Regions from separate parts of the Mus musculus genome. Here all the other regions are linked to region 6. The links are chromatin contacts, called in public ChIA-PET, Hi-C, HiChIP or PLAC-seq, capture Hi-C and promoter capture Hi-C maps. All regions are on one chromosome and are shown on one strand. Each heading gives the region's core, a stretch centred on a gene start, on an enhancer-like site or on the middle of the called end of the contact. The rest is flanking DNA. Distances are from core to core; before and after follow the strand shown. Region 1 holds the start of Pnrc2 (proline-rich nuclear receptor coactivator 2). Region 2 holds the start of Sh3bgrl3 (SH3 domain binding glutamic acid-rich protein-like 3). Region 3 holds the start of Fuca1 (fucosidase, alpha-L- 1, tissue). Region 4 holds the start of Srsf10 (serine and arginine-rich splicing factor 10). Region 5 holds the start of Cd52 (CD52 antigen). Region 6 holds the start of Rsrp1 (arginine/serine rich protein 1). Region 7 holds the start of Cnr2 (cannabinoid receptor 2 (macrophage)).

The links. Promoter capture Hi-C pulls out the DNA fragments that hold promoters and counts their contacts. A called contact is a pair of places that touch in the nucleus more often than the background predicts. ChIA-PET counts read pairs in DNA pulled down with a chosen protein or histone mark. HiChIP or PLAC-seq counts read pairs in DNA pulled down with a chosen protein or histone mark. Capture Hi-C pulls out chosen DNA fragments and counts their contacts.
Region 1: a Hi-C map of B cells shows a contact between it and region 6, with 14 read pairs. The contact joins the promoter of Pnrc2 here to the promoter of Rsrp1 in region 6. A contact is called at or near these places in 7 of 39 promoter capture datasets (the 3T3-L1 cell line, the C10 cell line, embryonic stem cells and 4 more), 6 of 484 Hi-C or Micro-C datasets (B cells, CD4 T cells, LSK cells and 3 more), 6 of 115 datasets of contacts at active chromatin or transcription factors (bone marrow-derived dendritic cells, bone marrow-derived macrophages, effector CD8 T cells and 3 more) and 2 of 9 other capture datasets (adipose tissue and liver).
Region 2: a promoter capture Hi-C map of liver shows a contact between it and region 6, with 2.8 times the contacts expected there. The contact joins the promoter of Sh3bgrl3 here to the promoter of Rsrp1 in region 6. A contact is called at or near these places in 4 of 39 promoter capture datasets (hippocampal neurons, liver and pre-B cells) and 3 of 115 datasets of contacts at active chromatin or transcription factors (bone marrow-derived dendritic cells, bone marrow-derived macrophages and effector CD8 T cells).
Region 3: a capture Hi-C map of embryonic stem cells shows a contact between it and region 6, with 3 times the contacts expected there. The contact joins the promoter of Fuca1 here to the promoter of Rsrp1 in region 6. A contact is called at or near these places in 2 of 39 promoter capture datasets (hippocampal neurons and liver), 4 of 115 datasets of contacts at active chromatin or transcription factors (astrocytes, bone marrow-derived macrophages and embryonic stem cells) and 1 of 9 other capture datasets (embryonic stem cells).
Region 4: an H3K4me3 HiChIP or PLAC-seq map of embryonic forebrain shows a contact between it and region 6, with 2.1 times the contacts expected there. The contact joins the promoter of Srsf10 here to the promoter of Rsrp1 in region 6. A contact is called at or near these places in 3 of 39 promoter capture datasets (hippocampal neurons, liver and pre-B cells), 2 of 484 Hi-C or Micro-C datasets (Th1 cells and cortical neurons), 8 of 115 datasets of contacts at active chromatin or transcription factors (T-cell acute lymphoblastic leukemia, astrocytes, bone marrow-derived macrophages and 5 more) and 1 of 9 other capture datasets (adipose tissue).
Region 5: an RNA polymerase II ChIA-PET map of memory CD8 T cells shows a contact between it and region 6, with 175 read pairs. The contact joins the promoter of Cd52 here to the promoter of Rsrp1 in region 6. A contact is called at or near these places in 1 of 39 promoter capture datasets (the C10 cell line), 2 of 484 Hi-C or Micro-C datasets (B cells and CD4 T cells) and 4 of 115 datasets of contacts at active chromatin or transcription factors (bone marrow-derived dendritic cells, bone marrow-derived macrophages, effector CD8 T cells and 1 more).
Region 7: a Hi-C map of B cells shows a contact between it and region 6, with 8 read pairs. The contact joins the promoter of Cnr2 here to the promoter of Rsrp1 in region 6. A contact is called at or near these places in 1 of 39 promoter capture datasets (hippocampal neurons), 1 of 484 Hi-C or Micro-C datasets (B cells) and 2 of 115 datasets of contacts at active chromatin or transcription factors (bone marrow-derived dendritic cells and bone marrow-derived macrophages).

What each region holds. Positions count from the first base shown.
Region 1 is chr4:135,871,894-135,875,404 of GRCm38.p6, forward strand. Pnrc2 (proline-rich nuclear receptor coactivator 2) reads right to left here and starts at 1,953. Exons shown (of 3, transcript NM_026383.3): 1 at 1,781-1,953; 2 at 1,002-1,206; 3 at 1-561. The coding sequence starts at 543. The coding sequence ends at 121.
Region 2 is chr4:134,127,033-134,130,269 of GRCm38.p6, forward strand. It overlaps Sh3bgrl3 (SH3 domain binding glutamic acid-rich protein-like 3), which reads right to left and starts at 1,701. Exons shown (of 3, transcript NM_080559.2): 1 at 1,584-1,701; 2 at 886-1,053; 3 at 374-774. The coding sequence starts at 1,631. The coding sequence ends at 709. It overlaps Cep85 (centrosomal protein 85), which reads right to left. Exons shown (of 14, transcript NM_144527.3): 14 at 2,826-3,237.
Region 3 is chr4:135,919,476-135,922,708 of GRCm38.p6, forward strand. It overlaps Fuca1 (fucosidase, alpha-L- 1, tissue), which reads left to right and starts at 1,251. Exons shown (of 8, transcript NM_024243.4): 1 at 1,251-1,675. The coding sequence starts at 1,329. Cnr2 (cannabinoid receptor 2 (macrophage)) reads left to right here. Exons shown (of 2, transcript NM_009924.4): 2 at 1-744.
Region 4 is chr4:135,854,302-135,857,454 of GRCm38.p6, forward strand. It overlaps Srsf10 (serine and arginine-rich splicing factor 10), which reads left to right and starts at 1,770. Exons shown (of 6, transcript NM_001080387.2): 1 at 1,770-1,990. The coding sequence starts at 1,926.
Region 5 is chr4:134,092,982-134,096,433 of GRCm38.p6, forward strand. It overlaps Cd52 (CD52 antigen), which reads right to left and starts at 2,092. Exons shown (of 2, transcript NM_013706.2): 1 at 1,953-2,092; 2 at 557-919. The coding sequence starts at 2,003. The coding sequence ends at 746.
Region 6 is chr4:134,921,881-134,925,019 of GRCm38.p6, forward strand. It overlaps Rsrp1 (arginine/serine rich protein 1), which reads left to right and starts at 1,745. Exons shown (of 5, transcript NM_023665.3): 1 at 1,745-1,887; 2 at 1,995-2,602. The coding sequence starts at 2,047.
Region 7 is chr4:135,893,671-135,897,003 of GRCm38.p6, forward strand. Cnr2 (cannabinoid receptor 2 (macrophage)) reads left to right here and starts at 1,519. Exons shown (of 2, transcript NM_009924.4): 1 at 1,519-1,949.

The DNA.
Region 1 (3,511 bases), core at 703-3,202, 950 kb after region 6:
CAAGTAGAATCAATTAGTCACTTAAATTGTTGAAATTGCATCGACACTGTATAGTGTGTACAGCACATAAATCAGATGTCATGTGTAAGCGTCACAATTTAAAGTTAACACCTACTAACTTTATACCTGTACCTTAAGTAAGGTTTTAAGTTGAAATGTCATCGTTTCCTTATCTGAAGGGTTCAAGGAAACATGAACCCAGTGGCTTGGTGGCTTGGGGAGAACACTTGGTGATGGTGGTTCACTAAATTTGGCTCCAGCATAGTTCTGACTAGCTTGAGACTTAAAAAGCAAGCTAGGACTTGATAAACCAGCATTCCAGTTGGAGTTGTTAGAAAGGCTCTTGGTCTTTCCCCCATTTTGCATGGCCTGCCATGCTGCTGCTGCTGGATTGTACCCATGTCCTCGTTCCTTTTTCTTATGAGCAATCTTCGTCTGGGAAGAATTCTGATCCTTGCTCTTCTGTCTATTTTGCTGTTCTTGGTTCTTACTAGCATTTCTAGATTGAGGGTCTGGAATGTTATACCTCTCTCCGCCACCCATCTTCAGCTTCTTTGTCACCTGTAAGTAAATACATGTAAACAATAAATTCCACATGTTCCTTGTGATGTTTCCATAGTTCCAGTTCTAGAAGTGTTGAAGAAAATATGACAAGATGGCATTAGGCTCGACTTCAAAACCATCTACCTCAAAAAACTAAAGTCGTGAGCTAGATACCAGTTTGTGAAATTGAAAGAAGAAAAAAATTAAAGCAAGCTCTTCTTTCATTCTTTGTACAAGCTAAAAGAAATAACCCCACACACCGAAAGCCACCCGTGGCTGGTGGGGTCTCCTATACCAGACTGGCCTCCAACTTTAAGCAGTCTTGCCCCAAACTCTGGAGTGCTGGAATTACAGGCACATAATACTGCAGCATCGCCATGCATGGCCGCTGACCTTAATAGTTTAGAATTGCTTCACTCCTAAGATAATTGGCCCCACTGTGATGGGAATCTTTATACCTTTCAGTTTGCTTTTCAGATTGAAGGATTTCCACTACTTGTCCTCTTCCTTGCTGCCAAGCCCAGGATAAGAGACGTTGCTTTCTGCTAGATCCTTTCCTTTGTCTCAGTACACAAGTTTTCATGAGCCAGTCTGCTGATTTCAGCCTAGGAGCTGAGGTCCACATCGAGTCTCCTCAGCACACAAGTTTGAGAGAAGTCCTAGCTAGAAAAGGAAAGAGAATTACTTGAAAATAACCCCAAAAAGTGATCTTTTAGACATTCTACAGAAATGGCTGTCGCTGCTTCCTCAAAGCTTCATAGATGATGTATGAGACCACGACTTTCTTTGACCTCATAAATATCAGCTTACAACTCTTGGGGGCTTACCTGCAACTCTTACCCGTTTTAAAGTGAAACTAGGACCCGCACAGCCATTTCCACATCAAGGTTCTGTTCCCAACAGCGCGCATCGTGATTTCGCCTATGACTCCGGTAACGGGTGCCATAATTTTTCACAAACCATAATAACCTTACATTCCTAAAGATCACGCCTCTAAGGGGAAAGGTTTCTCTGTTCTAATTAGCAAACACCCTCACAAGGCTGAGAAGCCTCCGACTTTGTAAGTCAGAAGGCCCGCACTCGCAGTCACCCGCACAGTGAACCTGCAAGCTCGCAGCCTCAGCCCGCGGCTCCGCTCCCAGGGAGTCGGTCGCACCCGACCGGCCTCACTTCCTCTTCAGCCAGGCCCAACAATGGTGCCCGCGATGGCCAACATGGCCGCCCCCGCCACACTCACCGACTTCGAGCGGCGGCGGCGGCGGCTCCCTCTCGACCTCCAAGCCTCCTTCCCTCTACAGGGAGAAACGATGCACGGATCTAACAGCCCACGAACGAGTCACGGATCACAACTCCGTCTGGGGACCAACCTCCTACTGCCTTTCCCGACAAAATGGAGGCCGCTGCAAGCGCGGAAGAGGACCGGAGACTGTGCAGCCAATGAGGACGCGGCAGCGCGTCCCGCGGCCAATGAGACGCCAGCCACCGCCTGTTGCTGGGGCACGCGGGGGGGGGGGGGAGTGCGGGGTGGCTGTTGTCATGGTTTGAAATCCTGCGGGAGGAGCATGTCGGGAATAACTGGCCCGCTTCGGGAGCCGCGCTGCTGGACTTTCCCCGGCTGGCGGAGGGCAGCTGCTCTTCTGCTGGCCTCTGGCAGCGGGGCCCGTACTTTACTTCCGTGACCAGACCTCTGCGCGGCGCCCGTCTTTGTTCCTGGCCCTTTCTGTCCTGCGGTCACTGGGCCAGCCCCAGAGCTGCCGTGGGTCATATTCACCCCACCCAGAGCCCGGCAACTATTTCTGCACATGACCACCTTCCTTTTTTATGTCTCCTCTGATCTAGCTTCACTTTTTTCTCGGTACCTGAGACTGTCACTACTATCAGGGCCTGCTTTTTCTATACACAGCACTTGCTGGATCCCTACACATTTTTTGGTCTTGTTTCGAAAGTGGGAAAACTAGAGAAAAGAAATATACCGCTCAAGAATGACAGCAAGGTTCGGGAAAGAAAGGAGAGATATCTTTTGTTTAAGAGAAAAAGAAAAACGTGTATCCTAGAGTCAACATTTCAAGGGTGAACACCAATTTCAGTGAATAATTCTGGGGGTAAATGTGCCAGGTGTCTTGCCTCATTCAGGCCTGTAATCACAGCTTCTCAGTTTTGAGGTCAGTTTGGAGTACATAGCAAAACCCCCATCTCAGCAAAACAAAAACGTTTCATTGGCTCCAAATTGTGATGCAAATAAGACACACACACTCACACATCTATCTATATAGCCATTGCTGTCCAGAATTAAGTTGGTCCAGAATTCTGCAAGCCTGTCCAAATGCATCTAGGGTGTTTTATCTGCTCCCTACCTCATGCTAGACTTTTGCTTATGTCATCTCATTCCAGTCTCAGCAATTTTAAGGGCAAGGTGCTATTCTGATTTCCAGTGTTCTTGGATTCAGGACATCTCAGTGGTGCCACACTTCAAAGCATAATGCTACAGTGAGTTTCAAGAGCCTGGGCTCATGTGCCCTTCTTCTCTGTGCCTAAAAGGTGCTTGACATAGAGGACACCATTACCCACATTGTCGGAAAGCTTGGGTGCCATGAAGCCTGCCTGTGTCCTGCCACCTGGCTGAGCCTGCTCTCTCCTACAAGGTCAGCGTCAGGCTGCCCTTTGGGAGAGCATGGTTCCGGCATTCACCATGTCTTAGCACTGTCTCTAGCTCATTAATAGCTACCAGTCCACAAGAGCTCCAAACTCTGGACCATGTGTAAAAAAGAATTCCTTCTTCGAAATATCACCGTCTGCCTGTCTGATTTTGTTTGGTTTGTGCATCGCATGCTTGCAGTGTCCTGGGAGGCCAAAAGAGGGTGACAGGTCCTCCGTAAGCCCTTACAGAGAGGCCTGCCTCTTCCTCTCTAGTCCTGGCACTAACCGTAAGCCCTTACAGAGAGGCCTTCCTCTTCCTCCCTAGTCCTGG
Region 2 (3,237 bases), core at 451-2,950, 790 kb before region 6:
ATGTAGATCCACAAGCTCACATGGATACTTTCTCCAGAGTGTGCACAAAACCAGTGCCACAACTACCCCCATGGACCCAATCTAATACTGCTGCAGCTGTACACGCCCCCATCACCCCCCTACACTGAATCAGTCAGCTCCAACACGGGAGGCAGCCCGGGGGCAGCCACCCTCAGGCAGGCAGGCAGGCAGACAGCAGAACCTACATGGGAAACAGGGTGACTCAGCCATCATGGTCATGTGCTGCCAGCCAGCCATGTGTTCCACACACATACACACATGCACACGCACACGCAGCGGCAGCCCTGGGACAGTCCAAACACCACCAGAACTATCTGCCTCTGCCAGGCAGGGACCCGGACACCACAAGCAGTCAGCACCAGAGGAATGGACATTTAATTGTCTCTAGGGCACTCCTAGGATGGGGATGCGGGGCCTTTGGCAGAGCTCTGGCTGATGGAAGCAACAGAAATGCTCATCAGACAGGGCCAGGCAGAGAGGATGCCCCAAGGTGTGGCTGGGGACAGCCATCGTCAGGGCTTAAGACAATCTTTTGAGACTAGTTGGTGAATAAGGAATGTTGCCTCTGGAGGAAGAGGAGGCGGCTGCGGAAAGGGTCTGGGTCTGGGTTTGCAGATTAGGACGACAAGGAGTTGGTTACAAGGCCTGGTGAAGAGCTAGCTGGATAGGATCGGTGGCCATCCTGACTCAGGCCAGCTTCAGGAACTCCTGCAGTGTGTCCTGCTCCACGGCCTCCACGAAGAGTTCATAGTCCTGAGGAAGGGAGGCAGTCACCTGAGTCGAGGTGCAGGGCACCCCAGTTGTTTGCCCAGGTCTGACCCTGGCTGCAGTCCTCCAACACCTCCCAGAACCCAAACCCCATACCCCACAGTAGTGGTTCCCGTTGACAATCTGAGGTGGGGTAGCTTTGGGGTTGCCAGCCAAGGTTCGCATCTCATCTCGAAGGGCGTTGTCCTGGGAGATGTCCACTAGCTGGTATTGGATCCTCTTCCCATCTAGGATGCGGGTCACCTCACTCTGCTGGGACTTGATCTAGGGGCGGAGGATTGACAGGGTTGGCAGGCAAGCTGAAGGATTTGTGGGAGGAATTCCTTCGGGTGTGAGCAACAGCTTCTATCCTGCCCACTCTGAGGGGAGGTTCTGGCCACTAAGGGATGGGAAGGGTCCAAGGATAGACAGGTAAACTACTAGAGTTTCAGAAAGAAGACGGGCAAGTTCTGTGCATGACAGGGAAGCTAGACTCGGCGAGGGGCAGGCCCTCTCTACAAGACACATCTCCTCCTCCACAGCCGCACAGTGGAGAGGAAGCGGGATTAAAGCGGTCGGGGGTTGGTGCAAGAGAATGGATGGCCCTATACTGGGGGAATGAGCGTGGGCAGCTCACGCTGGGGATGCCGAGGGGCCCTTGGTGCGGGGGTTCAGGCTGGGCCCAGCCCTTGGACCAGACCTGGGAGGCCATACCCCGCACCTCACTGCTTCCATCGTGGGGGCGGCTCCCGGGCGCTGGTCGGAGCACAGAGACGGCCCACCCTCTCCGGGCGCCGGCCCAGGCACACACTTACTTCTCGGGAGCCGGTGACCGACGTGCTGTAGACGCGCAGGCCACTCATGCTGCAGGCGGGGGACACAGACCAACTGAGGGACGGTGGGAGCGGCAGCTGCACGGCTAGGAACTACGCTGCCGCCGCCGCGCTTGGGAGCGGTTTCCTTCCTGCTCCGCCCGCGAGTCACTGCTCTCGGGACCAATGAGCTGCGCAGGCGGGTAAGGCGGGGCCTGCATGACCCCGCCCTGCTCCGTGGCCTGGAGCCGGGAGGACCCCTGTCCTCTGCAGCTACTTGGCTCCCCCACTTCCCCCTCAGCCCCATGCTGGGGACCGGCTAAAAGGCAGAAAAAGCTGGGAAGGCAGGCGGACCGGTTCAGTTAAAAGCTTTCCCCAGTCTACCCGGGTTGTGTACATTCAGTGGCCAAAGCAGTGCCACCCAGGTCTCCCGGTCTCTTAATAGCACAGCTCAGTATGGAACTTTGGAAGGCGGGTCAGTTCGCAAGCTTAGACAGCAAGGGCCGGGGGGAAAGCTGTGGTGGGGCGCTGGAGGGCGGGGAGGGCCAGTGCAGCCAGGACATTTTCTCTAAAGCACCTCTCCACTCAAACAGGCTCAGACAAGAAAGGGGTGGTGGCTGTAAGCGAGGGGGTGGGGGAGCGGCTCACACCCTTCAGGAGCCAGGGGGAGGAAGTAGGCTGCGGGACAGCGAGCGTGCTAGTGTGCGGAGTCAAAGGCTGGTGCCCCGACTTAACCTGGCTTGCACTGGCCCTTGGCACAGCTATTTTTGGGGTGATCCCAACTTAACTCTACCTTTACATTGCAAATGACACCCCACATCTTTGAACTTTAAGAATTCAGCTAATGAGATGGAAGAGAGTCCAGCACCCATTCCAACTGTGGATCAAGCTCTGTCAGGTTCACTATAGGCCCCAAGAGTAGACCTGGGGCTACATAAATAATGGCGCAGGAACAACACAATTCTGCTGCCTGCTGAGGCAAACTGCCTGTCTGCTTCTGGGGAAGTCATTTCCTCAAAGCCACAGAAACCCAGAAGCTGCTGACCTCTGAGAGGTGTGCAACTTTGTAGTGACAACTGGCGGCGGTTGCTCTCTGCAACACAGGAGTGTGGGCAGAGACTAATCTGTCGCCACCCAGAGCAGAAGTGGGAAGACTGAGCCTCCACACTGGATCTGCCTAAACTCACTTCAAAAGAGTCACAGGCAGGCTGGCAGGGGACGCTGGGAGGCACTAGGAAACCGGAGTGTTTGTTAAATGTTTTATTCTGTAATCAAAATAGGCAATACAAACCAGTCGACTTAACAAAGAGTCATATAAATAACTTTATAAACTTTACGAAGAAAAATACCCGTGAGCATGGAGGCTGGGCTCCCGATAACAGGGTGGAAACCAACCAGGAAGCTCTGTTTTAAGGAGGCAGCAGCCCGGAGGCTGAGGGGATGGTCAGCTGGGTGTGATTACTCTGAAAGGTAAGCCACTCCATAAGAAAACATAAACTTGTTAAAACACTGGCAAAGCGGCCCCTCAGGCCCTGGAGGTCCATGGTGCTGTTAACAGCCCCAAGGCTTAGCAGAAGTCCTGTCTGCACCCCCACAACTACTTTACTCCTCATACATACAGGGCCCTTGGATCCAAACTAGAGGAGGTTGAGGGCTG
Region 3 (3,233 bases), core at 1-2,500, 1.0 Mb after region 6:
CCTGAAGTTATGGGCACACACCATATACCATTGGGCGTGTGCTGACTGTAGAGGAATTGGGTGACTGGCCATATGAGTTTTAGAGATTTTCCCAGGGCAAGAGGGTTCTCTTGGCTCTCAATTTTTCTGGTCCCTCATGCCTCAGTGGTCCCCTGTGTGTGGGTCAGGCATGCTTGTTTAGCGGTGCCAGACTGAAGCTCCGGCCTTCCGGTGTACCAAGCAAGTGTTGTACTCCTGAGTCAGGTTTTCTTCAGTTAGATGCTAACTAAGCTCTCTGAGAGACCCTCAAAGTTTTTGAGGTGTAGCTCAGTCAGTAGAGTGCTGCATCTGCAAGAGCAAATCTCTGGGTTCAAAGGTCAGTACTACCTAAAACCAGGAATGGCAGTGCCATCCCCTACCTGTAATCCCAGCACTCCTGAGGTACAAGCAGGAAGATCAGGAATGCAAAGTTACTGTAGCTGTAAGTTCGAAGCCAGCCTGAGCTAGTTGAGACCCCCTTACCTCAAAATAAATTTAAGTTACAATTCTAAATTAAATTAAAATGTCTAGGGCTGGAGAGATGGCTTAGTGGTTAAGAGCACAGACTGCTTTTCCAGAGGTCCTGAGTTCAATTCCCAGCAACCACATGGTGGCTCACAACCATCTGTAATGGAATCTGATGCCCTCTTCTGGTATGTTTGAAGAGAGCGATGGTGTACTCATATACATAAAATAAGTAAATAAATCTTTTTTTAAAAAAATGTTTAAGTTCCTCGGAGTTCTTGTTAAGTTCAACGGACAAAAGATAGACTAAAATAACCACGTCTGCCCTTAATCTTTCAGCAGCCATTTCTCTCCCTCCGCATAAAGCTCCTTCTAACCTTGTTATTTCTCAATCTCTTCGGCAACTCTCCAATCTGCTAAACTCCACCTGCTGGCTGGAGGTATAGCACAGAGAACCCGCGGCTCCTAAATAGTCACTAAATAAAACGACCTGGCTTCAGCCTTCCCCTGAAGATTGGTGCAACAACGTGGACTTCTCCCAGTTTTCCCCACACCTTGGGTCTTTCTCACTTGCGGGGAATCCGGCAATTAAATCCTTAGGCGAGTCTACGGAATTTAAATTCAATAGAGCAGAACCAGCAACGCCGCCTTAAGTCTTTCTCCCTTCCAATGCCAGAGGGCGCTCCAGAGCCGCAAGCCTGACCCCACCCCCTCTCCTTCCAAGCCAATCGTTACTCTGAGAGGCGGGGCTACTCGCCGGCGCTTGCGTGTTAAGAGGGGGGCGGTGCGGGCCCGGAAGCAAGGATGTAGGAGCTGAACTTGAGTGGTGGGCTGTGGACTCTGGGATGCTGCTGCTGCTGCTGCTGCTGCTAGTGGCTGCGGCCCAGGCAGTGGCCCTGGCTCCGCGCCGCTTCACTCCGGACTGGCAGAGCTTGGACTCGCGGCCACTGCCGAGCTGGTTCGATGAGGCCAAGTTCGGGGTGTTCGTGCACTGGGGGGTGTTCTCGGTGCCCGCCTGGGGCAGTGAATGGTTCTGGTGGCACTGGCAGGGCGATCGGATGCCGGCCTACCAGCGCTTCATGACAGAAAACTACCCGCCCGGCTTCAGCTACGCCGACTTCGCACCGCAGTTCACAGCGCGCTTCTTCCACCCGGATCAGTGGGCCGAACTCTTTCAGGCTGCCGGGGCCAAGTGAGTGCGGGACGGGCGCGAGGCGGGAGCAGGCAGGCCATAGCCGGCGCTGCCTGACCTCGGAAGGTCCAGGACCCTACGTTCTGCATCTCGGAGGAAGGACGCTAAAGACGAGAATCCAGCTGAGGATCAGTTAAAAAAATAAATAAATAAAATAAAATAAAATAAAATTAAGGCGGGAAAGCACTGGGTGGTACACCTGTGCGGAGAGAGACTAGAATCAGGCTACATCGGTGTCTCGTTTGAAAGGTCCAGAACACAGCCCAGATTCCCGTCGGTGGCCCTGAGTTGTAGATCTGACCAGTCCCCTTAGGCTACGGGTAGCGTCCGTCCGTGGAAGCTTATAAAAAAGCGCCGCCTGACTTCCTTGTAGCCCTGTGCCTCTAAAGGAAGAAGGAAGGATGGAAGTTTGGGGTTGCTCTTTGTTGGGGTCTCCCTCACTTCTCACTTGCTTATAGTAGAACTCAGAGGAGGAAGGGGGTTGTTTGGGCAAAGCCCTGCAGAGGAAGTGCGTTTTGAGAGCCCTCTAAGCCAGAGAAAATATTGGCTGACTTTGGACGCGGGATTTGGCCACTGTGAGGGCAGCCTCCCGCTCCTGGCTTAGTGTAGTCCTCCGCTCTCTTCATTGATTTTCTGCCAAACTCCGACTTTTTATTCCCTCGGGACGTTAGGTTTTCTCCCCCGAAGGGAAAGGCTGTGTATAGCTGGCACTTAGTATTTTCGCCAAGTAAAAGGCCTGAGGGAACAGAAATCTGTCATCTTGCCATCTTGAGAGCCGTAATTTACAAAGTTGAACTCCAGCCTTTTTCCAGACTTCCTGTTTAATGGACGAGGTAACTAGCCCAGAGAGAGGAAGGAGAGGAAGGAGCCTGGTGTCCTAGACTGCAGGTCTATGATCTGGAAGTGAAAGCTCCAGAAAGCTCATGGGACAGGTGTGCCCAGGCTCTGCAAGCCATACCCAGAGGGCGTGGTTATTTGCTTGTTGAGTGGGAAGGGATTTTATATTTCAGAAGGACTTTTTGAAAGGGGAAAGAGATGTATTGCAGGAAGGACTGATGAAGTTCAGGGGCCCCTACACCAGCTAGTGGTAAAATCTCATGTAACATGCTATCTTTTCCTATAAAAGTAAGTGATATATTGAATGGACTGATTATCTCAACACATTTTTTTTTTCAGTCCTAGATATTTGAGCCTTTGTCACCTTAAATGACAGGCAGTTTCACAATCTTGGTTAAGAAAACAAGCAGATGGGGGCTGGAGAAATGGCTCAGCGGTTAAGAGCACTGACTGTTCTTCCAAAGGTCCTGAGTTCAATTCCCAGCAACCACATGGTGGCTCACAACAACCATCTGTAATGGGATTTGATGCCCTCTTTCTGGTGTGTCTGAAGACAGCTATGATGTACTCATACATATAAGTAATATAAATAAACAAATATTAAAAAAAAAAGAAAACGAGCAGGTGCTTGTGTCTGCTTTTTGCTCTTGCCAATAGATTGGGGCACAGGGTTGACACAGGTTCATCACTTATTTCCAGAAGGGTTGAACCTGAGAGCTAA
Region 4 (3,153 bases), core at 520-3,019, 930 kb after region 6:
CATCGATCTGCCAGCCAGTCGGGTATTTCTAATCCTCCCTGCGCTTTTAAACAGAAAGAGAGAAATGTGAGCATGTGTGTGTGGGTATGGGTGTGCCGGTGCCCGCAGAAGTCAGAAGAGGGTGCTGGATCCCCTAGAGATGGAGTTGCAGGCGGCTGTGAGCCACCTACATTGGAACTGAACTCAGGTCCGTGCTCTGGAAGAGCAGCGCGTGCTCTTAACCGCTGAGCCACCTCTCTAGTCGCTTTCGAACAAAAAGATTTGCAGCAACTTATTCCCCCACCCAGATGACCAAATTATAATTTAAATCAATTATACCATCTTGCAATAAAGCAAAGATTCAAACAAAATACTGAAGACGCATTCCCAGCGGGCAGTACTTTCCTGAAGGCCTTCGGTACAGCCTCCTTCACACCACTCCTTTGGCAGAGCTGCTGTTTGGTAAATTGCACAACGTGCCCAAAAGCCTGGTGGTCAAGGGGTGTTGGACTTCTTGCTTTTCTTCTTGGTCATACTCTCATTCTCTCCGCAGTCCTCATGTTTACCAGAGACTGTGTGATGTATGTGAGGGAAGTGATGTGTGCATCTTCTCACTCATAAGTTTGAACTCCGTAGATATTAACGCATATAAGCCATATTTAAAAACAGGGCGCTGGGCAGTGGTGGCGCACGCCTTTGATCCCAGCACTTGGGAGGCACAGGCAGGTGGATTTCTGAGTTCGAGGCCAGCCTGGTCTACAAAGTGAGTTCCAGGACAGCCAGGGCTGTACAGAGAAACCCTGTCTCGAAAAGCAAGCAAACAAACAAACAAACAAAAAACCACACACACAAAAACAATAATAAAAATCTAAGTGTATTGCCCACTTGTGTATGGGTGCCCTAGGAGGCCAAAGAGGGAACTAGTAACAAAGCACTGAGCCCGCTCCCTCAACGTGGGGAATAGAGGGGAGGAGGCGCTAGAGAGAGGGAGGGGAGGGAGAAGAGAGGAGAAAAAAGGAGAGGGAGAAAAGCAAACCAGCTAGCCAAGGTTTTTTTGTAGCTGGGGAGTCCCATGATGAGGACTGAAAGTTGGAGGGGGACTGGAGCAAGAGGGGGACGATGGGCCGGGGTGAGTGGGCAGTGTCTGTCTTAGGGTGCAGGCAGGTCTGTGGGAAGAAACTTGGCTAGCAAATCCAAGGACCTAGATTGGATCCCCAGAAAACAACAAAGAGACAAACACCACCTCTTCAAGGCTGGAAAAGGGGTTCAGGCACCTTGCATGTGAGCAACAGAGACAAGGACAGCAGGGCCCGGGTCTCACGGGGAGGGAATTGCGTGCCTAGGTGACGCGGATGTGCAGCAAAGGCAGAGAGTTGCACGCACGGCACGCCGAAAGCTCTGCCCCTCCCCCAAACCCCACAAAGAATCTCTAAGTTCCTCTCTCTGGCCAGAGATCTGATAAGAAGCCCAGGCGCAACTCCGAACAGCGGATTCCGGAGCAGCCTCTAGCTGGCTCCGAGGCTCCCGAGCCCGGTCATGGTAGTTTAACCCGAGCGCTCGCCGAGAGGAGGAGGGATGGCGGGCTCGGCCGGGCGGGAAAGGGCGGGAAAGCGCAGCGCTAAAGAAAGAAAGAGGGGGAGGGGAGGAGCCCGCGCCTGGAGCCAATGAACGGCAGCGAGGCCGCGGTGCGCGCGTCAGGCCGGCGGCGCGCGCACGCCCAGAGATCTCGCGGGAAAAAGCCGTTGTCCCCCTCCGCCGGTGCTGCGGGGCGGGAGGTGGGAGGGGGCCTGGAGGCGGGAGCCAAGTCTCGCGAGAAGAGGCAGTTGCCGTAGCGGAGCCCTCTGGGTCTGTGCGAGTGTGGTGTGAGTGGATGTGAGCCGCCGCCGGAGCTGCGGACGGTTTGCCCGAGCCCGTTAGCGCCGCCGGCCCAGAGTCCCGCCGCCACCATGTCCCGATACCTGCGCCCCCCTAACACGTCTCTGTTCGTCAGGAACGTGGCGGACGACACCAGGTGAGCGCACCGGAGCAGCTACTGCGCGGGGGAGGGAGGCCGCGGGCGCCCGGCGAGCGGCGGCCGTGGCGCGGGGGAGGGGCGGGGCGAAGATGGCGGGGCCCGCGCCGGCTCTAGGCCGCGCCGCCGGCCTGCAGGAGCAAGGGCGGACACCGGGCCGAGCGCTGGCGAGCGAGCAGGCGTGAGGGCCGCGTGGCGGGCATTCGGGGGCCCCGTCCTCCCCCGCGTGCTCGGCGGCTGGGCCGAGCCGGCGGGCCGGACGTGTGTGTCCCTCATGGATCCGACGTCCACGTTCCATGAGGTGCACGCCCCCCTCGGCCTGAAAGGGATTTTTGTTGTTGAAAACGGGAAAAGGGTTGCCAGGCGGGGCGGCCCAGGCCAGCACTCGGGGAAGCCGAGGCGGGAGGATCGGCGCGAGTCGGAGGTCAGCTCGGGCTACGAAGTCAGAAGATGGAAAAGATGCGAGTGGGATAACGGGATAGCGGAGGGGAGGGTTTGCAGCTCCATCTCCCCCATCTGTGTGGATGGTGATGAGTGGATTCGAGATTGCTGTGGGGGAGAGGAGTCGTGGAGATTGGGGCGAGTGTAACAATTTTTCGGTTAAATGGAGTGATCCACGTGTTTTCGCGGAAATCTCTTTGAAAACGAGGTGCTGGAGAGACCGCTCCCGTTAGGGACCTTCGTGATTAACTTGGGTGAACGGAGGCGGTACTTTTAATAAAAGTCCGCCTTGTCTCCGGGCGTAGCCCCAGCACTCAGAAGACGGGTCTGGGAGTTCGAGTCTCGCCTGGTAAAGGGCTTTGTTTTCACAGCTTGTCCTTTGCTTTGAATTGCCTTCGGAATTTTTCAGAAGAGATTTTTATCACAGGATTACTCTTCGTGTTCGTACAAAATAAACTCCGAAGAAAAACTGAGGTTTTGGGTTTTTCTTGTTTTGTGGAGTTTTGTATCCTCTTTGTCATTACGCATAAAACAAAAGTGGTTAATTAACGACTTAAAAATTTTTCCATTTTGTCGTTTTAATACTTAAGTATGAAGTATGTAGATACTGTGATGGTTTTATTTCAGATTTTTAATGGCTGACCCTGTTGAACAATTTTAGCGTAAGCGGGGATGTGATGGGAATGCTTAATGCTGGAAATTGGGTTCCAAACCAACTTGAC
Region 5 (3,452 bases), core at 842-3,341, 830 kb before region 6:
GGTCCCTAGCTGTGTGACAGGTCAGGATATCAGAGACCTCGGGCTGCAGTTATGTTGCCATCCTCTGTTGACATGGGATCCTGGGAAGACACAGAGGCAAGGACCCTTGGGAATCAGTCTGAGCTTCCTTGTCTCCTCCAAAGACCACCCCCAAGCCCAGGAGGGCAGGGTGGTTAGAGGGGCTGCTGGTCCTTCCTGCCTTCCCTGGCTGAGGGTGTGGGTAGCAAGCCTTGCCTCCTCATCCTCTTGCCCAGTGATAGAAGGCATGTGGTCAGAGACTTGGGAGCCATCCTTCCGCAAACCTTCCCAGACACGGGCTGCTTCTGGGTCTGTAGTACTCCCGTTGGGAGTTTTGAGAGAAACAGCCAAACAATATGTGATTTCCCAGAATCTATCAGTATGAAGACATCAAGGGCATGGGCTGGGCACCTGCCTGAACCTGGGGTGTGTGGGGCTTGAGAGTCAAGGGCAGTACTGGGTTCACTCCTAATACTGCCGCACACATGACTCCTGAGGCCAGTGATGTGCAGTGATCGATCACACGTGGGACCCCATCTAAGCATAAGTATAACTTTATTGTGCCCTAGCTGGGTGTCACGGCCCCGCTCCCATTCCGGCCATTGGCTGTCAACTTTAGCCTCCTTGGATATCTGCTATCAACCCTTCCCGTGGGTTGGGATGTCTCTCGCTACTGATGGTGGCAGCAGTGGGTGGAGCACGGGGCTTCAGAAGCTGCGCCTTCACCTCAGCTGAGGTAGAAGAGGCACATTAAGGTATTGGCAAAGAAGAGGAAACTGCAGGCACCCGCATCGATGATGGATGAGGCCCCACTCTTTAAGGGGGTTTTTTTGGTGGAGGTGCTGTTTTTGTTAGTACCAGAAGCGGCCGTAGTGGCTTGTCCCAAGGATCCTGTTTGTATCTGCAAGAGAAGCGCTGCTCAGTAGGATTTGAACCTTCTGTTGAGGGCTCCTGCCCCTTTGTTCCCTTTCTTCAACTCTAGGCTTCCATAAAACTGCCATCAGCCCTGTTGAGATGTTTGGCTTCCCACCTCATCACAGGCAAGGGAAAGGCAGCCCCCATGTTTGTCATTCTTCCACCTCGAAACTTCCCACCACTTTTCAGGCTGCCAGATCCTCCAGCAAAGAGGGAAACAGAAACCCAAATGTGGGCTTCCCCTCCCAGAGCCTCGGTTTCCTCATCTCCTGGTGATCAGAGTCCACCATGGTCCAGAGTATCACACGTGACGGGCCTGAGTAAGGCCCCTGGCAGAGGGTGGGGTGGGGATGGCAGGTGACAAGCTGTCCTTGATGCTTGATCGGGCAGTAACTGAAGTTGCCCTTGATGGTCATCAAACTAGTTTTGGTGGCCATCAAACTGCCTTGATGCATGGTCTAGATGTTCTTGATCAAGAACTTGATGGCTCCATTCCCTGTGCTAATCAGGCCTCTCTGCGTACATAGTGCCACAAAGGATGCCTCCCAGGGTGGCAGTTGATCTGCAGAGTATATGGGAGACTTCTGTCTCTGTATTCCTGCACACCCACAATTCACTATGGCAGGGGCAGGGGACCCTCGGTCACCTATGGCAGTCTATTAGACCTCTCTCCAGCCCTCTCAAAAGGGCCACTTCTGCGGCTCTCCTCATCAGGGCTTCCTCTCCTGATCCAGAATTACCCAGAACCCTCTGAGTAGCTTCACACATCAGACACCTTCTGAGATTTCCCTCTCTGAGGCCAGTCTGATAGCGCCTGTGAGGAGTAGAAACCCAGCCATATAGGCCCTCCTAGATCCCTGGTTTCCAGTTGGCGACCATCTATCTCTGTCCCTGTGGTAGAAGGCAAGGGTCCCCACCACCACCACCGAGAACCTGCATTCCTTCCCCAGAACCTGGACCAAACCATTAAGCTAAGACCTGGTGGTAGCTGCAGTGACTCTAGGAGGAGCTGTCCTTACCTGAATCACAACCAGAAGAATGATAGTGAGGAAGAGGAGGAAGCTCTTCATCCTGAAATCTTCCTGGGCTCTGTAGCAGCTTTGAGAGATGAGTTCAGGACAGTCTGCAGGCCACTTTGAACCTGGCTGCTTTTTCTGCAGAAGAGAAAGGGAGGAGGCGGGAGGAAGGAGGGCCTAGGGGCGGGGAAAGGAGCTTCCTTCTTTCAAACCTGGGGGTGGATGAAACTAGCCTTGAGGTTCCTGTAGATGAGTTGTCAGTTCTCAAAAGAAGCACAGGCAGGGCATACAGAGCAACATGGAGACACGGGGCAGGATGGATGGATGGTTTCCAGGCTTGGAGCCCTGTGTCCTGGGAAGGAATCTTGTTTTCATGATTTGACAACTCAGACCTCAGGCCTGAGGCTGAATTTACAAGTCTTTAACATCCCCCTCAAAAAAAAAAAAAAAAAAAAGTATGCTGCAGTGATAAGCCTTATTTTTTTATCTTTGTATTTTGAGACATGGTCTATGTCACTCTGGATGGGTTTACATTCAAGCTGCTCCTGCCTCAACCTCTGAATTCTGGAATTGCAGCCCTACATCACACTGCTGACTAATCACTTACTTTAAAAAGAGCCAACAAGGGGCAGGAGAGGTGGCTCAGAGATTAAGAGCCCTGGTTGCTCTTCCAGAGGACCCAGGTTCAATTCCCAGCACCCACATGGCAGCTCACAACTGTAACTCCAGTTCCAGGGAGTCCAACACTCTCACACAGACACCCATGCAGGCAAAATATCAATGCATATACAATTAAAAAAATCATTAAAATAAAAAGCATGCCAGCTCTTAGGAGACAGAAGCAGGTGGGTCTCTATGAGTCTGAGGCTAGCCTGGGCTACATAGTGAGTTCCAAGTTCCAAGATTGAACTACATAGTTAAGATTCTGGCTCAGGCTAGGTGTGGTGGCGCACGCCTTTAATCCCAGCAATTGTGAGGCAGAGGCAGGCAGATTTCTGAGTTCGAGGCCAACCTGGTCTACAGAGTCAGTTCCAGGACAGTCAGGGCTACACAGAGAACCCTGTCTCAAAAATAAATAAATAAATAAATAAATAAATAAATAAATAAATAAATAAATAAATAAATAAAAATATTCTGGCTCAAAACAAAAATAAGCCAAAACAACCAAAAAGCCCTGTATATTGATAATGCCTAACTCTAGCAACTGTTATATAAATGGCAATTGTGTTTTGTTTTAAAGATTGAGTCCCTGTAATCCCAGAACTCAGGGTAGAGCCCAGGAGACGATCAAGGGCAGTTATATCTAAATGGTGACTTTGAGGCCAGCCTGGGCTACCTGGGACTCTGTCTGAAAACACACAGGCAAGCAAATGATCAGACAAGAGAAGGGAGCTAAGAGAGTGGAGTGGATGTAGAAGTCGTGGGAAATGGTGGATGGATCCTACCATTGGTTCTATGGAGGCTCAGGACCATTGAGATCCAGGAACCGGTAGCAAGATTTGA
Region 6 (3,139 bases), core at 495-2,994:
GTGTGTTGGTGAGTGGTGCTCATCCTGGTACTGGAGGTCCAGATGGGTGTGAGCCGTCCGTCCTGTGGGTCCTGGGAGTCAGTGCTCTTTACTGCTGATTGTTTCTCCAGCTCCTGCAGTTTGAGAACTTTTACCATTGGTGGATGGGATGGGATGGGGGCTTCTGGAGGTTAGAGAACAACTTTTGGAAGTCAGTTCTCTCCTTCCACTCCACTGCAGGTTGTCAGTAGTGCTCCACAAGCATTTTTTTCTTCTTTTTTTAAAGATTTATTTATTTATTATATGTAAGTACATTGTAGCTGTCCTCAGACACTCCAGAAGAGGGCATCAGATTTCATTATGGATGGTTGTGAGCCACCATGTGGTCGCTGGGACTTGAACTTGGGACCTTTGGAAGAACAGTCGGCGCTCTCAACCACTGAGCTATCTCACCAGTCCCACAAGCATTCTTTATTGCTGAGCCATCCTGGTGGCCACAGTAAGGTTTTTATTTCTTCACTTTCGCTGTATATTGGGGAAGGAGGAGGAAGGAGGCACGAACAAAGAGTCCTTATTTCTGTCATCTCCCTCTAAAATCCAGAGCTTCTGTAAAACCCTGCCTAATTTCTAAGAACACCATCTCCCAATATTGAAATAGCTATTTCGTTCAGTGCTGTTCACTTACCCACAGTTTTCAAGGTCAGATATGCCTCATGACATTGAGTGTTTGGAATTTGCCCTGGAAATAAGATTAAATGTCCTGTCCTAATCACACTTGTCTTAGAACAGACCTATCGGGCTCAGGAAATGGCTTACTATTAAGAGCACTTGCTGCATTGCCTAGCACAAAGTCTGGGTTCCCAACACCCCCATACTTGGTGGCCCACAATGGCTCTGTCTTCGGTGGCATCCTGTACACACAAATTACTCTCTCTCTCTCTCTCTCACACACACACACACACACACACACACACACACACACACAATCAAGGATCACTGTTGCTCCTCAAAGGTCAACTGTGGTCGTTGGAATTCCTGTCTCGACCTCAAATTACCTTAATTAGCTCAAACAAGGCCGTTAAAGCAGCCTTTCTAAATTAAAACTATATCTTCGGGGTCCAGGGATACCCCTCCCAATCTCCACCATAGGAGGAGCCAAGAAGGGAAGCTGGGCAGCGGCTGGGGGAGGGAGGGGACGACACATGACCCGGGGACGACCGAGGCACGGGAACCGACTTGTCCTCTGTGTCCTTGATCCAGCTTTTGAGCCGGCTAAATTCTTTGCTACCCTCTCCTTTTCCCGAATTTCAAAATCGAAAGCAGGAAAGGAAGCCAAACTAAACCAAACCAAACCAAACAAAGAAAAACAAAGTTGGGCGTGGTGGCGCAGACCCCCTAGCTGAGAAGCAGAGACATGGGGATTGCCGCGAGTTCGAGGCGTGACAGGGGTACACAGCTAGCTCCTGTCTCAAAAAAAAACTCAAGATCCAAAAGCAGCCAAGGACCCCACAAACAAACAAACAAAAAACCCTGAAGTAAACAAATCCTCAAAATACCCGGATGTAGAAGGCGGGCGGGAGTGGGGGATGGGGAGGAGGCGCGGCCGTTGGTGGAGTGACAACTGACGCGCATGCGTGTCTCCAAGGCGCAGCCAACATCGCTTGGCGATTGGACGAGAGTGGGACCCGCCCTTTCGCACGGATGTCTGTGCGCATGCTCGGCGCCAGCTTCCAGTATTTTCGATGCTGACGTCGCCACTAAGCTCAGTCCCAGTCTGGACTTTGGCAGTGGAGGTTCCTGTGCTCTCCGGTCGCTGGAATCGGGAACCTCGCCCGCTTCGGTTCCTGGTCGCAGAGAAAGGTGCCCGCTTGGCCTCTCTCGCCCTCGCGAGCTCTTCATCCGTTTAAGGTGAGTGGGGCCGCTTGGTCAGGGACCGGTTCGCCCTGGGGTGTCGCGCACGCGCACTGGGCACTGCGCGCCCCACCTGGATGATAGACTCTTGACTTTCTCTGTAGTTCCTAGACGCCGTTGCGTTTGCGGACCGATCTCCGTTTTCAGAAGGGAGCCATGTCCTCGGCCGCCATGTCTAAATACGTGAACGACATGTGGCCCGGCTCTCCGCAGGAGAAAGCCTCGCCGTCCACCTCGGGCTCGGGCCGCTCCAGCCGCCTGTCGTCGCGCTCCCGCAGCCGCTCTTCGTCCCGCAGCTCCCGACGCGACTCCCGCAGCTCTAGCCGCTCGTCCTCGCGCAGCCACAGCCGGCCGCGGAGGAGCAGACGGTCCCGATCCCGGTCCCGCAGGCGCCACCAGCGCAAGTACAGGCGCTACTCACGCTCGTACTCACGCAGCCGGTCGCGCTCCCGCAGCCACCGCTATCACCGCGACAGCCGTTACGAGCGGCCGCGGAGGTACTACAAGTCGCCGTCGCCCTACCGCTCCCGGAGCAGGTCGCGCTCCCGCGGGAGGTCGCAGCACCGGTGGTCGTACTACGCGATCACTAGAGGGCGGCGCTACTACGGCTTCGGCCGGACGGTGTACCCCGAGGATCGCCCCAGGTGGAGGGAAAGATCCAGAACCAGGTCGCGCAGCAGGAGTAGAACCCCATTTCGCCTGAGTGAGAAAGGTGCGTTTTATCAGGTTGAGGTTTGTGCCCTTGGTGGGGGTGGTGTTGGGGATTGAGTTCTGGACGCTTATCACCGAGCCACCTCCCCAGCTCCTCCCCGCGTTTAACTTCCTCAGCGCGCTGTGAGTCAGCCAGGGAGTCATGTGGTTGAGCAGTTTAGCTGGGATTTCGTAAGATTAGGCCCAGGACATCTTAACATCTAGGCCTGCGTTTGTTTTGGTGCTGGAAGTCTTTTGAGATTTCTTGAAGTGAGAGAGAGTTTTTTGTTTAGTTAGTAGTTAGGTAGAATATAGTTTCTCACGTATTTCCTTTCACCTTGTGAGTAAAGTCCATGCCGGATGTGACCGGTGCAGTAACCTGAACTAAAGTCCATTTATGGCTGTGGTGGTCAAGAGAGAGGAGGCTCACTCTTTCCTACTAGCTGGGTGAAGTCAAAACACATTTTTTTTTTTCATGATTTACTCAAAAATGGGTTTTGACTGGCCTTTCTGTTAAGTAACATGGCAATTTGATGTTACAAAGTAGGTAAGTTTGAGC
Region 7 (3,333 bases), core at 269-2,768, 970 kb after region 6:
AGAAGACTTCATGTGATGGTCATAAGATTCCACTTAAACATTTTACCTAATGATAGCTGTAAAAATGTATGAGGAAGATACAATACCAGAGTATGTTCTAGAACTGGACATTAGAAACATACTTCCTAAGCCAGGTAGTGGTGGCACACACCTTTAATCCCAGCACTTGGGAGGCAGAGGCAGGCAGATTTCTCAGTTTGAGGCCAGCCTGGTCTACAGAGTGAGTTCCAGGACAGCCAGGGCTACAGAGAAACCTTGTCTTGAAATACCAAAAAGAAAAAAGAAAAAGAGAGAGAGAGAAGGAGAGAAAGAAAGAAAGAAAGAAAGAAAGAAAGAAAGAAAGAAAGAAAGAAAGAAAGACGGAAGGAAGGAAGGAAGGAAGGAAGGAAGGAAGGAAGGAAGGAAGGAAGGAAGGAAAAGGAGAAAACACACTTCCTGGGATGGGATGAGACCAATCTGCAGAGTTCTTACTCTGCAAGCATGGGGCCCTGAGGTCAATCCCCTGGAACCCAGCTTTAAAAGGGAAAGGTGATTCAGTGGTTAAGAGCACTGGCTGCTCTTCCACAGGACCCAGGTTCAATTCCCAGCACCCACATAGCTGCTTGCAATTGCCTGAAACCCCAGACCCAGGAGATCCGAAGCCTCTTCTGATCATTGAGGGCACCAGGCACACATGTGGTGTGCATACACACATGCAGGCAAAACACTCACTCACATGCCTATATGTACATGCATGCACACACATGCACACTCACATGCACACGTGCACACACGAGCATCCACAGGCACATGCACACATGCTTGTGTGCACATACCAGGCATGGTGAAGAATACTATAATCCCAACACTGGGTAGATGGAGACAGCCAGCCTAGCCTTGCGGGTGAATCCTGGGTTCCAGTGAGAGACCTTGCAGCAAAACTCAAGGTAGATCTAGGAGGATACAAGCTGGCATTCAACTGAGCCAGCAACTGGCCCCCTCCACAGTTCTTGCTATGTCTTCATAGCAAATTCCTCTGTTAGAGGTAATGCTGTGTGGAATGGTGTCTTAGCTAGGGTTTCGTTGCTATGAAGAGACACCATGACCAAGGCAACTCTTACAGCCAAGCATATTCAAACCACCACAAATAGCAAACAAGCCTAGCTTCAGGTACCTGCTTGGGTTCCTGCCTTGATGTCTCTCTCAATAAGAAACTGTCACCTGCAAGCTGAAATAAACACACACACACACACACTTTTGATTTTCTGCTTTGTGATTTTTGAGGCAGGGTCTCTATTTGTAGCCCTGAATGTCCTAGAATTTGCTATGTAGACCAAGCTGGCCTTGAACTGCCTCTGCCTCCCGAGTGCTGGAACTAAAGGTGTGTGTCATCATGCCCAGCTTCTGAACTTGCTTTTGTCACAGTCACAGAATGGAGCAGAACCAGGAGCCAGCAGCGTTCATTCATGTCATCTGCCAACACCTGCAGGCATTTGCATCTCAAAGCTCTGGGCGAGAGGGAGGAGGCATGAGGCACACACATAGCCTGGCACATGTCACAGACAAAAGGATGTAAACTTTACAGAGGTCAAGTGAGTTGCAGGACAGCATACACCCGGGGCCAGATTAGAACCCAAGTTTCTGGAGTCTAAGGTCTATGCCTATGCCCTCCCCTGGCCAGAGTTCCTAGGAAGAGAGAATTCAACCGCAGGGCAAGAACACTGTGGCACTGAGGACCCAGAGGGGAAGTGGTAACCGGTACGGAAGGCCAGATCTCCTCTCACTCACTTATCTGCACCAGACCTCCTCTCATTCACTCATCTGCGAAAGTGTGAGAGCAAGAAACCCCAGGCTGGAGCTGCAGCTCTTGGGACCTACGTGGGGGTCCCTGCTGGGTCTCCAGATCTGGATACAGAATAGCCAGGACAAGGCTCCACAAGACCCTGGGGCCCAGCGGCTGACAAATGACAGTGAGTGTAACTTCCTTTGTTGTTTTACTTCAGACTCCTCGCTCCAGAAAGCCTATGTTCTAACCTCAACTCTTCCCTAACTCTTCGCTAAGTAAAAGGGAACTGTCTGAGGCAGGGGGATGGATGTCGGACTGGGAACATGGGTCATAGCTCAAGACTGGTTCTCCTGAGATAGAATTTTCCTTGCCTTTCTTCACAGTAATAAACCCCCAAAACTTAGGTGGCCTTTTTGGGGGAGTCTATTTCTATTTACCCCTGAAACAGATAGCCACTCTAGGCCAAAGAAAATTTGCTTCCAGTCCAGCTTAGTGAATGGGACAAACTTATTGGTGTTGTCTGTAGGGACATGGGTGGCTTGGGCAATTGTATCATCAAAAAGCCTACCCCAGCATGGTGACAAGTGCTCAAAGCTAGTGACATCGCTGGTGTCCCCATTAGTTGACAGTCCACCTCCAAGCAGCAGACAGGACGGTTTGCAGGGGTGAAGCAGGAGGGAGGGATGGAGTGTTGGAACGTCAGGGGAGGGTCTAATGACCCCACACACAGGGACTGGTACAGGCACGATTTTTTGAAGGCCTCCTGTAGATAATCGAAGCTGTTGGAAAGAAAGGGCCACACAAGCCCAGGGAACAGAATTCCACGCCACACAGATCTTCTCTGTGGGTTGGGCTCTGCTCCAAGGCCCTTTCAAGGTTTCCTTTATTGGCTGCTCACAAGTCAACCTCTGTGGTTAAATGCTACCCTACCCCACACTCGGCAGAGGGAGGCTGCGTGCTACTCCCCTGAAGTCCCAGGGGCATCTCTTGAGAATATTGGCTTGAATATGAGTATTTTGGCGTCCTGGTCTACTCTACTGGGCCATCCATAGCAGGTGGGGGTTTGAAAAGGACTCCAGAAGACTAAAGCCTTGGGACTCACCTGGGCAATCTGAAGCCTGTGGGGTTTTGTTTGTTTGTTTGTTGTTTGGTTTTGGTTTTTCAAGACAGGGTCTCTCTGTGTAGTCCTAGCTGTCCTGGCACTCACTTTGTAGACCAGGCTGGCCTCGAACTCAGAAATCCGCCTGCTTCTGCCTCCCGAGTGCTGGGATTAAAGGCGTGTGCCTCCACGCTCGGCTTGAAGCCTGTGTTTTATAGAAGGAAAAAAAATTGAGGTGCAGTGAAATGATTGGCTGTCAGATACGACGACAGGTACTAGACTGTGAGACCCGGGCTCTGCTTCCTTGGAAGTCACTCTTATTGAGGGAAGACAGATGTCAAGGTGGGAGTCCTGGGGCGGAGGCTCCTGTTTAATCCTAACTCTTAACATTCTATGGCTTGGCACAAATAACTCCACTTCTCTGGCCCTCAGCTTTTCCTTCTGGGGCAGCGCAGGTCTGAGAACGCCA